2 separate regions of the Danio rerio genome follow, and region 1 is linked to region 2. Evidence: chromatin contacts called from public Micro-C data. All regions are on one chromosome and are shown on one strand. The core of a region is the stretch at or near the end of the contact, and the rest is flanking DNA. Distances in the headings are between cores, read along the strand shown.

Evidence for each region. A called contact is a pair of places that touch in the nucleus more often than the background predicts.
Region 1: a contact with region 2 is called in a Micro-C map of caudal fin, with 4 times the contacts expected there. The contact joins two enhancer-like sites. A contact is called at or near these places in 2 of 18 Hi-C or Micro-C datasets (caudal fin and an unstated tissue).

What each region holds. Positions count from the first base shown.
Region 1 is chr6:2,649,777-2,655,868 of GRCz12tu, forward strand. The region is part of intron 1 of dlgap4b (discs, large (Drosophila) homolog-associated protein 4b); the gene reads right to left. quob (quattro b) reads left to right here. Exons shown (of 23, transcript NM_001004109.2): 3 at 812-2,708; 4 at 4,521-4,694. Among named protein-coding and RNA genes, the nearest start is that of dlgap4b, 4.9 kb to the right of the region's middle. Within about 2 kb of position 3,120, at least 11 of the 62 cell types and tissues checked have an H3K27ac peak or open chromatin away from gene starts, as enhancers often do.
Region 2 is chr6:2,449,353-2,455,418 of GRCz12tu, forward strand. It overlaps dlgap4b (discs, large (Drosophila) homolog-associated protein 4b), which reads right to left. Exons shown (of 15, transcript XM_073953506.1): 5 at 675-1,148. The coding sequence starts at 1,080. Among named protein-coding and RNA genes, the nearest start is that of tgif2, 58 kb to the left of the region's middle. Within about 2 kb of position 4,494, at least 9 of the 62 cell types and tissues checked have an H3K27ac peak or open chromatin away from gene starts, as enhancers often do.

The sequences.
Region 1 (6,092 bases), core at 1,870-4,369, 200 kb after region 2:
CAACAAACCATTTAAGTTTAAAAACTAATCCTATGAGTACTGGGAAGTTACTCCATTTGAGTAATCGAAGCAATTTGAGCACAGTAAAACTCAGTGAATGAAGAGAACTCAAACCAACGGAGTGCTGTAAAACCCAATAAGTTAAGGCAACTCAAACCGTTTGAGGAAACCGTTGGCAACAGACAATTTGAGTATTGTGAACTTACTCCATTTAGGTTAAAGTAATCAGGTATTTAATTAACTCATTACCTTTAACACTGAGTTCAAAACTCTTTTCAAATGAGTAGATTTAACCTACAGTCAATTTTGAGTTAACTACACTCGTTTCATTTGATAAAGCTGACTGTTGGGTTTTACAGTGTGGTGTTTTTTGGGGGACACCAGGACAGACAGGTCATGGACTGTATACAAAATGCACATGTACAAGAACACTGTGAATGATAAAAGAGCGAGGCAGTTATGCATTTTCATGTTTGGGTGAACTAAGCCTTTAAAGGATAAAATATGTTAGTATTCGAGGCCAGATGAAAGCAGTTTCCTGTGCAGGCATTTCGTCCATGTGGACTTTTATGGCACAGATCCCACATGCTACTTATCCTTGTCCACTCAGCACAAGATTGCTTTGTTTTATCTTCAGAAAGAACAAAGGCCTTGCAGGGCAGCTTCTTCTGAAGGGGATTCAAGAATGCTTGCGTGCAAGCCAATAAAAGGCATCAAGACCCAAACTATTAAATATCTGGTGGTCATAACATGTGTCAATCTGAAATTATCTGCGAATCAACAAACTAGCTCTGTCTTTCTTGTTCTCTAGGCTGCATATTCCGATGTCCTGTTCCAGTGTGAGGGTTGGCCATTGTGTTTGAGTGACCGTGTGGTGATCCAACTTGCCGCCATCAATCCTTTGCTACTCAGACCTGGAGATTTCTACTTGCAGGTGGAACCTTTCGGAGAACAGTCGGCCAGAATTGTCCTCAAAAGTCTTCTTGTGCAGGAAGACCTCCTGGGGCAGGAGAATCTGATCTTGCAAGCAGGTTCCAGGGTGCTGGAGTGTCCTACAATTGAAGAGACACCAATCCTCGAGACCTCTTATCCATGCATATTCACAGAGTCCTGGCTAAGGGAAATAAATGAGGGGCGTCAAGGAAATCGTCTTTCTAGATGTGTACTGTCCTCTGACAAGGGGGTTGTGAAGGTACCTTGGACCGAAGTTGCCAACCCAGAATTCCTTGACAGGCCAAAATCGAACGTCTGGCCTGATTCAAAGCCATGTTCAACCGCAACAATCCGCGTAAGAGATCTTAATACTGAGATTTCAGATATCGAGTCTAAGGTAGTTGTAGATTTCCTACCTCTGGAGATGGAAACTAGGATTGTTCCTGCAATAGACGGCTTGGCGCTTTCTGTTCAGCTGGTTGAGAGTGGTAGCAGACTGGTGAAGGTTAATCAAGCACATACAATTAGTAGTTTTGCTGGAAAACCTGTTGGCTGGGTCTCACCTAATACCTGGGACAGCAGGCAAACACAGGAATTGGAAGGAGAATATGTGGATCTGCTGGAGTTCAACAAGGAGAAAGAGACTTTGGTGCCAAACAAAATAGCAATGCCCATGAAGCCATTAGGCTTCAAGCTAGTCAGGACAGCTCAACCTTCCTCAAAGAGCAATGTTAGCATATGTGGCGTGGACTGTAATCCAAACAAACAGCCATCTGAGATCATGCAACACGATCCAGATTCCAAATGCAGGTATCGGCAGTCCTACATGGCAGCTCTCAGAAACCCTGTGAATTTTGAGAGAGCAAGTATGCTGCCTTGTCTAGATGAAACAAGGACGGATGCAGGGAAGGCTGAGCCAAGCTGTGAGGGATACGGAGTTGGCCTCAGACTTCAACCTTCGAGTTGTATGTTTGGCCAGACACCAAACCAAGCAGACAGAAACCCGATGCAATCCTTTGAGAACTCAGCCCAACAAAAGCAAAGCCCAAAGAACTCGACACAGCCAAGTCAAAACGTGCCCCATGACCGTAAGTCAAGGGAAAACGCAGACTCTCCTGACCAACATATGACCCAACTTATCACAAGCATGGTCCAAGCAAGACAGCATCACAAGTCATTCCTCACAGGGCAACCGGATCTCCCTCAGACTGTACTGGGAACTAAGGCCTTACCAGATAAAAGACATCCCTGTCTGAACAACGCCATTAGACAAGATTCATTTCACATGCGGATTAGTGGCCAGAAGCATGCCAAAACCCAACACTTACCCAAAATGGGACTCAGGGCTTTACCTGACCACGGTGGTCACAGACATGATGCTAATCTATGTTTACAAGGTTTCTCTCCTATTCAGCACTCACAAAATCAGCCAACACATATCACCGAACAAACACCTCAGCCCCAGATCAGCCAGAATCCATTCAGAAATGAGAACAGCCTTTTGGATTGCAATGTCTTCTGTGATGACAGGCATTGCGGAAGAGGCCCGGGTTCACCTGTACAGGTGATCAAAGGTAAAAGCAGGTCTAAATCCCGCTCATCTTTATCAGTCTCGGAAACAGCCAGACAGTGTCTGCAGTCAAACAAGCCGACCAACCGAAGCCACAGTGATGTCTATCCAGAGATCATTCCCATGTTGCCTGCTATCCACGGAATTAAACACACAGCTGACTTGGTATCCCCAAAATTAAACAGACCACAAGAAGCAAGGAAGGGTAAGTTGGGTTAGACCTCTGCGTGTAAAAGGAGACCGTGCTTGTGATTGCTTACAGAGTCAAATAAGTAGAACTATTCTAACAATTCTCTCTGAGGTTACTTGCTGCTGCGTGTCAGCTAATTGCATACAGATTTTCACCCCACATCTTACTTTGTTGTCAAAAGACCACCTGAAGCAACATGGCGTCTGGCCAACATGCTGTTTTTTAGATTCTTTATCCTTAAATGAAAAGCATGTCCAGACGTGACTGATATGTACAGTTGTGCAAACTACTACTATGTGGCCACATCTAGTTGCCGCTTCCATGACACATATTAAGTGATTTACAGATGACCTTGACCCTAGTCCTCTGCTGCGGAGAAAATATCCCCTTCTGAAAGGTCATCTTAAAAGAGTGCAATGTGACACTGGCCAAAGGTCAGGAGTGTGCACGGCATTCCTCAAGGGGATTTCTCTGCAGTCCTTCATCTGATGTCTTTCTTCAGCAGAACTGAATGAAAGCATTCATGAAGACCAAGAGCCAAAGCAGGGAACAGACATAGCTACATCCTTCCCCGTTTATAGGGGAAGCTGTTAGATGTCTTTGTAAATGGGACAAGTCATTTTCTTAAATATGTTCTAAAGGGGAGGGCAACAGCTCCATCTAGCTGCAACATATATGTGATGCTGGACTACAAAACCCTGCTGCATGGGTATATCAGATATATTTAGGGGTAAACAGGGCTGGAGTGGGACTCTTTTTCAGCCCTGGAGTTTCAAGTCTTAGACCGGCCCACCTCAGTTCACCACTGACTATATTAAAATAAGGTCATTTTCAATTCAGTTTCTAATTATACTATCACGTCTTTTTTTAAGAAAACAGCTGTTTTAGAACTTCAAATGTTCAACAACCCTTAAAGTATTATATGTCTTAACAATAAAAATGAAAAAAAAAAAATGTTACTCAGACGAGGATCGAACTCTGGTTGGCGGCGTCATAACCTAACATGCTAACCACTGTATCGCAACAACTGTATAATGAATGTTTACTTATAACATCATTAACCTGCAGGCTGCATCTTGCTCATGAGGCTACGAGAAAATAGATAAAAAGAACAGAGCTGCGGTAAAATAATGAATAAGAAGGCTGTGGTCAAGTAAATAAATAAATTATTTTTAAAAAGTGTGACTGCTGAGAACGACAGATTCTGGTGCTAGGGACACCGGCCCTCGCAGAAAAAAAAGGGACCGGCCCACCAGGAATTCTCCCAGTCCTCCCGATTAGCCAATCCGGGCCTCGGGGTAAAAGATTTTTCTTTCATGCCAAACATCATTAAAACTTTATGTAAAGGTTATGTTCAATGAAGAATGATATCGATTTCCTAGATTTTTAGACTCTCAAATTCTAGATTTTAAAATGGTTGTATTTTAGCCAAATATTGTTCTTTCCTACCAAACCATGCATTAATGGAATGCAGAATTAATTATTTATTTATTTATTTATTTATTATGCTTTTTGACCGATGTATAAATCTCAACTTCAATTTTGTGGCTCAGGATCACATATTTTCACTCATGCAATACGTTCATAAAAAGACTAAAATGTTGATTTTAATTAATTAATTCATTTTCTTGTCGGCTTAGTCCCTTTATTTATCCGGGGTCGCCACAGCGGAATGAACCCCCAACTTATCCATCAAGTTTTTAAGCAGCGGATGCCCTTCCATCCGCAACCCATCTCGGGAAATAAAACGTTGAATTTCTGTGGGTTTTTATCACCATGTTTTGTCCTGTTATGCTTAAACTGTAATTTGTCTCTCCTTCTAAGAAGTCTCCTTATCTGGAAAAGCTGGAGCTCCAGTTGTAAATGGAGTGGAGCTCCAGAAGCTCCAGCACTCCGATCAGCCAACGACTGGCCAGTCTGTGACTGAAATTCAGGGCATTTATATTTCCCAGGACCCCACGATCAAGAGCCTTCTTCAGCTAGGCATCATCTGCCTCCCAGGTACTGTATGCCTCCTAATCAGTTTTGAGTTGTGCTTTAGTGGTTTAAGTTCAAGGCTACAACTTTGGTTGATAGCTAAACAAAGACTTGAGTTGCATCACAAATGACACATTATACACTTTTATATTCCTTTTCGTTCAGCTTAGTCTCTTATTTATCAGTAATCACCACAGCGGAATGAATCGCCGACTTATCCAGCATATGTTTTATGCAGCAGATGCAAACACAGTCCTGGGAAACACCCATACACTCTCATATTCTCACACAACACACTACACACAATGGCCAATTATGTTTATTCAATTCACCTACTACATGTGTTTGGACTGTGGGGGAAACTGGAGCACCTGGAGGAAACCCACGCCAACACGGGGAGAACATGCAAACTCCACACAGAAACACCAACTGAGCCAGCCAGGACTCGAACCAGCAACCATGCCACCATCTCACCGCACTTAAAATATATAGAATATAATTTACCTATAGAATAGAATAGAATAGAATAGAATAGAATAGAATAGAATAGAATAGTAACATTTGGCCTTGACCAACAGTTAGACAAAAGGTAATTGATCTTACGTTTTGGATTAAGCCTAGCCTGAGCACTTTATGAAACATAGACCGTAAAAGATATGGATGTAGTACCCGTGACGTCACCCATAGGTTTCTGAAGAACGCAAAAGAAGCTACAAGTAGGCGTGGCCAACCATCACCATTTTGTTCGCAAGTGACAGACCAAATGACAGGTGCTGACATTGTCTTAACTGATGCTCAACACACACAAATTGAATTATTTATGCATTTATACTGAATTTATATGATTTATGCAGCAAAAAAACGGTCTTTGTTTCTAGTCCAAATATCTACATTTCAAAGCGAAAGCTTATTTATAAAATTATTTAACATCCCCCATTTAGCTTTTTTAAGGAAAAACTCTTAATTTTCCCTTATTTCTTTAGAGATTTAACACAAACAATTTTCTTACTTACAATACTTTTAGATATTTGGACTAGATAATAAGACAAAGCAAATAAAAAAAAAAATTCTTTGCATTGTGATTATTTAATTTCTGTACCTAAAAACCAACACAATCTCACTGCAATTCGTAAATTTTTCATTTAGTGGCTAATTCGTGTGAATTAGCATGATCTTATTTGTACAATTCTGTACGATTTGCTCATCACCCACTGACGGTTGGGGTTAGGGGTGGGGTTGGGTGCCACGCCTCCTTTTTAAAATTGTACATTTTCATACGACTGAACTCGTACAAATTCGTACGAATTAGCCACTAAACTGACAAAACGTAAAATACTTACATTTCCTCGTGAGATCAGGCTGCCAAAAACTGTCACAACTGTTAAATAGTGCTACTCAACTATCTCGCAAAACTATATTTAT
Region 2 (6,066 bases), core at 3,244-5,743:
TATTCCCGCACTGCAGAAATGTGGTCGGGTCCCGCGGCTGTACTGTGGGAATGCAGACCTCTAGCCAAAACCCCTCTAAAACAAGCCTGGTTGACCAGCTATAACCAGCCACCTAGCCTAGGCTCGTTTAAGCTGGTTTGTTCAGTAGGGAAGTGTTTATTTACAGTTGTGAATTGCAATATGGGATGTTGATCTCTGCTTTGTCCACTTTTGATGTTGATAATTCAACTCTACAGTTTAACAAAGTGACTTTAATTGGCATTTTAGTAGTTTGAGATAATGTAACGTATAATAAATAAACAATATATAGAGAAATAAGTCTGCTAAATAACACAAAGTGTGCGGTAGGTTTATTATAAAGTTATTGCAGTGTAATATACAACACAAACCCAGATAATATAGCACTGCAGACTATTAAAATGTCAATTAAAGTCACAGTGGAAACCCACACCAACACAGGGAGAACATGCAAACTCCACACAGAAACGCCAACTGACCCAGCCGGGACTCAATCAGCGACCTTCTTCTTGTGAAGCCACAGTGCTAACCACTGAGCAACCATGTCACCGTAATGTAATATTGTTCAGTTTTAAATATTGCTATTGTAAAAAAGAGGTATGCAAGTATACTTGAATTCAATTCAATTGAACATTATTCAGCATGAAATACTTAACCAGATATAGTTGCGGATCCGCTGGTGATCATGGCGGTCCGTCCCACTCCGAGACCCATTCCCATGGACATAGAGGTGCCCATGGTGCCAGTGCTGATTCCTCCGATGCTGTCGGCTCCCGAGGGCCCGAACTCACCCTGGTCAAAGTGTGAGTTGTAGTGGATCCTGGGGAAGGTGCTGCTAGAGGACAGCTGGTTGTTGAGGGGCATCAAGCAGTCGGGCGGCAGGCCTCCGGGTCCCGGGGCCGGGGAGAAATGGTGAGGGTCAAGCGCTCCGTAATGATCCATTGCTGACGGTAAGAGGTATGGCGTGTGGGATGGCGGGTACACAGAGCCCAGGTGAGCGGGAGAGCGAGGCGGCTCGCAGTCGGACAGGTGACGGGTGCGCTGGGGGGTGAAGGCTTTCATGGCAGAATGGGGGAACGCCCCCCCACCCTAAACCTGGAGCATGAGCCCGCCGGGGAGAAACAGAAACCCTGCAGACAAACAACAGAAAAGTGGATATAGTAATGGACAAATGGTTAACCTATGGCTCAAAAATGACCCCTAAACAAGCAAACAAACACATCCTCAACACTTAGGCCGTACTCACACTAGGTACAGTTGCCTCGAACCGGGCCAAAGCACGCTTGTCCCCCCTCCCATCTCCCCCGATGGCCCGCGCTCACACCACAAACGGGCTTCGGCACGCTTACATCATCGCTGCTGCGCTGTTCTGTGAGAAGCGCTCTCTCACCCAGCAGCACAGTGGAGATTTCTCTAGTTATATCGTTTCAGTCGTTTGATATGACGTCAAATATTTCGCCAAACAGTCCTTAGAGATGCGGGGGCACGCAGTCAGATATTTCGCCGAACAGATCCGCCACTTTTGGCGCTCATAAACAATCATAAAGCCCTCGTGCTGCAGGAATGAGGAGGTCTGCTGAAGGCGCGCAGCTGTCATGCAGTGAAGGGTTTGCGTCTTTAATAAACTACGGCAGTTTGCGTTGACTGAACAGTAAGAATTATTAATAAATCCATATGAAACAATGCCTTAAAAGTCACGTCTCGCTTTCAGTTTCGGGCTTTGGCGCGTTTTGTACTCACACACAAGCGTACCGCGCCAAAGCCCAAGTGAACCGGGCTCAGGCACACCTCTTCCAACCGGGCCAGGGCCGGCCAAGTGAACCGTGCTTGAGCCCGATTCAGCGCACTCACACTTCTCAAACGATCTGGGAAACGGGCCTGGGCACGGTACGGATGGCATAGTGTAAGTAGGCCCTTATTTCTCTTTTGTGCCTTTAAAGGTCCCGGGAAGTACTTTAAAATGTTTAATTTTTACATTTTTTTTAAATGTTTGATGTAATCTCAACTGAAACATGAAGAGAGGGTGGGACTAAGAGTAGCCCCTCCCCTTTTTTAACTGTTATTGACTGTCAACATTCTTTAAAACATCTTCTTTTGTTTAACAAATTCTTGTTCAGCAAATTACTGTACTGTTAAAATCCCCACACAGAATTCATGGAAAGTCCCACAATGCTCTTTCTTCACGCGAGGGAACCAATAATCAGTGAGTCAAACATGCATGGTGCATTGCCGGTTTCCTACCTGACATATATCGAGCGAAACACACATCTACACACACACACACACACACACATTACACACAGACAGATGAACACAAACCACATCTACAGCATTGTCAGGATCTTCCTTCAACTAAATCAAAGTAAGAAAAGCATTTGTTTGCAGTGCACGCCAGGCCTGAGCTCACAGATGGGGGCTTCATGTTGGTAAATCGGATTGAAGTGCTTGATGCATAGACCGGCATCACCTGCTCAAAACTCCTGCAAATTCTCCCTTCAGGAGAGCGAAAGAGCAGCGAGAGACAGACAAACAGAGAGAAAAGTGGAGAAACGAGACGGCTGAAGCAGATCTGCACATCAGCAGGACACGCAAACAACAACACCACCACAGAAGAGGAGACGCGCAGACACTGCCATTACTTCAGCTCTGAGGAGACAAAAACAACCACAGGAGCCTGCAGATCGACACAGGTGACCGAGCATTCAAGAAAAACTCATTAAATCTCAAAAGACAACAGCAAAAATCAGCTCAGCATCAAAACACGAGCTGCTACTGCGAAATACACAAGATTAAACTGCAAAAAAAGGTCAACTAAAATCTTGTTGCACAGATTAATCACAGATGAGACGTCAAATCAGATATACTCTAAAGTATTTACCTATATATTACTTGTATAAAAAGAGACATCCCAAGAGGTTTTCCTGGTAAAATAAAGGTTAAAAAAAATATATATATATATATGTGTGTGTGTGTGTGTGTGTTTCTAGATATAATAAGATCAAGCAGCTTCAAACACTTAATACACTTCTCTGAACGTACACACTCACTGGCCACTTTTTTAGGTACATCAGTCCATCTGCAACTGTACATTTCTAATCAGCCAATCACAAGGCGGCAACATACATTTAGGGGGCCCCCAGAGACAAAATAAAGCGCCCGCGACTCCCCCATCCCCCCTCACTTTCATCCTCGGTCACCCCCACACCACTACTCTTCACTCTTATCAGTGAATCCAACCCCCCCAAACCCTATGCTCTTCGCTTTCATCCACGATACACCCATAACCCCCCACTCACCACCCCCACCCCCGGTCTTCACTTTCATTTGCGATACACCCCCAGCACCCCCCCCCACCCCTGGTCTTCACTTTCTTCCGCGATACATCCCCCAACCAACCCCCAACCACCCACCATCCCTCCATCCCCAACCCATCCCGGTCTTTACTTTCATCAGCGATCATCCCCCAACCGCCCCCACCCTGCTCTTCACTTTCAATATTACCCCCTACCCCACACTGCTGCACTTCATTTTTGTCCTCAATCACCTACCCCGCCCGCTCTTCACTTTCATCCGTGACCACTCACCACTACCCCCCCCCCCCCACCTCCAAAAAAACCCTGGTCAGGGGGCCCGAGACGCACCTGTCAACGCCACACCCTACACAGCCTAAAGCACCATGTCATAAAGCGTAAATCATCTCAGACTGGTTTCTTAAACATGACAATGAGCTCACTGTACTCAAATGGCCTCCACAGTCACCAGATCTCAATCCAATAGAGCAATCCAATAGTGGTGGAACAGGAGATTGGCATCATGGATGTGCAGCCGACAAATCTGCAGTGATGCTATCAGGTCAATATGGAGCAAAATCTCTGAGGAATATTTCCAGTACCTTGTTGAATCTCTGCCATGAAGGATTAAGGCAGTTCTGAAGGCAAAAGGGGGTCCAACCCGGGACTATTCAGGTGTACCTAATAAAGTGGCCGGTGAGTTTAGTAAGTAGTCGGGTGAAAGTTTGACCAAATAGTCAAAAGTGAAAAGTAAAAACTGCAATATGAAGAACTCATTCAACGATGTATTGAATGCATTATAGATTATTGCCATGAGAAGAAAAAAGTGTGCATGAAGATAATAAACACACTGTTCAAACACTAAATCTCATCTCCTGTTTCTTTTCTTGTGAAGTGAGCTGAACGATGACCTGTGCTTTCGTGATCATGTGTTTCTCCATCTGCTCCAGTGTAATAAACTCTGAGTGAGCGTGATGCGGCTGTCAAACACAGACACACACACCGCTGTTCACTGGAGAATTACAGTAAAGCAGCATCTACACACACACACTTAGTGTGAATGTTTAACTCCAGTGTACAGGCCAGATTTACCAGACTTGTTGGTTGAGCTTCACCATCTGCTGCGGAGTGTGTTTAGCACAGGTGGGCTCTAAGACACGCACAGCGCACACACACTCGTTATACTGAAAACATGCGGATCACTCATTCTGACAGCAGGGGGTGCCAACAGGCTACACATTCAGCTGGATCACTAAAGTCAAACACAAAGAATTAATGAAGCCAAGAGTCACACATGTAATAAAGGAACAGTTCACCTACACTGAAACATGACTTTTTGGTGGGGTAAAATCTAATAAACTTGCTGCCATCGCTTTTACATTTGAATATTCAAGGATAACCAGCATTTCCAAAGTGAAATATTTACACATTTACTCAATGTAATAAATAAAACGAGTGGAAAAAGCTAATATTATTATTCATTGACTTGTAATATGTGCATTTTTTTAACATTTGTTTGATGTGGTAAAATCGAATTAACTTACTATCATAATTTCTAAATCGTAATATTAACAGTCCAAAGTGTTTCCTAAATTTTCTAAGTGAAATATTGAATATCTACACATTTACTTGATGCAATAATTTAAACAAGTGGAAAGAGTTAAATATTAATGTTCATTCACTTTTTAACGATTAAATGTGGACATTTTAACTATTTAATATGTACATTTTTAAAATTTTTTTTTGCTCTGGTAAAATCTAATAAACTTTCGATCATCATTTTTAAATTGTAATCTTAAATTCCAAGCAGCAGCACGGTGGCGCAGTGGCTAGCTCAATCGCTTCTAAGCAAGAAGGTCGCTGGTTCCAGTCCCGTCTGGGCCAGTTGGTGTTTCTGTGTGGAGTTTGCATGTTCCCTCCATGTTGGCGTGGGTTTCCTATGGGTGCTCCGGTTTGCCTCACAGTCCAAACACGTGTGCAATAGGGCAACTGATGAACTATATTAGCCGTAGTGTATGTGTGTAAAATGAGAGTGTTTGGGTGTTTCCCAGTACTGGAAGGGCAAGAAAATGAATGAATGAATGAATGAAAATGTAATGAATTTACTGTCATTATTTTTAAATTATAATATTAAAGATCATACACAGAGATGGGTTGCAGCTGGAAGGACATCCGCTGCGTAAAACGTGCTGGATAAGTTGGTGGTTCATTCCGCTGTGGCGACCCCAGATTGATAGAGGGACTAAGCCGAAAAGAAAATTAATGAATGAATGAATATTAAAGGTCAAGGATAACAATTTCCGAAGTTAAATATTTAATATTTACACATTCACTTGATATAATAAAAGGAAATGAGTGTAAAGAGTTCAATATTAATATTTATTTACTAATACGTAATGTATTAAACATGTTTTGGTGTGGTAAAGTTTAATAAATCAACAGAAATTTCTAAATTTTAATATTAATTTTTAACGATAACTACAATTTCATAAGTCAAATATTTATTATTTACTTGATTTAATAAATGAAAGGAGTGGAAAGAGAAAAATATTAATGTTCAATTATTCATTAATATTCATTAATATTCATTTACTTGTAATATTTAAATATTTTCTAATTGTTGCAAATCAAGTAATTACAAAATTTTCATTCTCTGCCTATTTTTTTTTACATGTGTCAGGCCTAACAGGGTTAAGTAAATGTTACTATGTCATTCATTCATTCATTTTCTTTTCGGCTTAGTCCCTTAATTAATCGC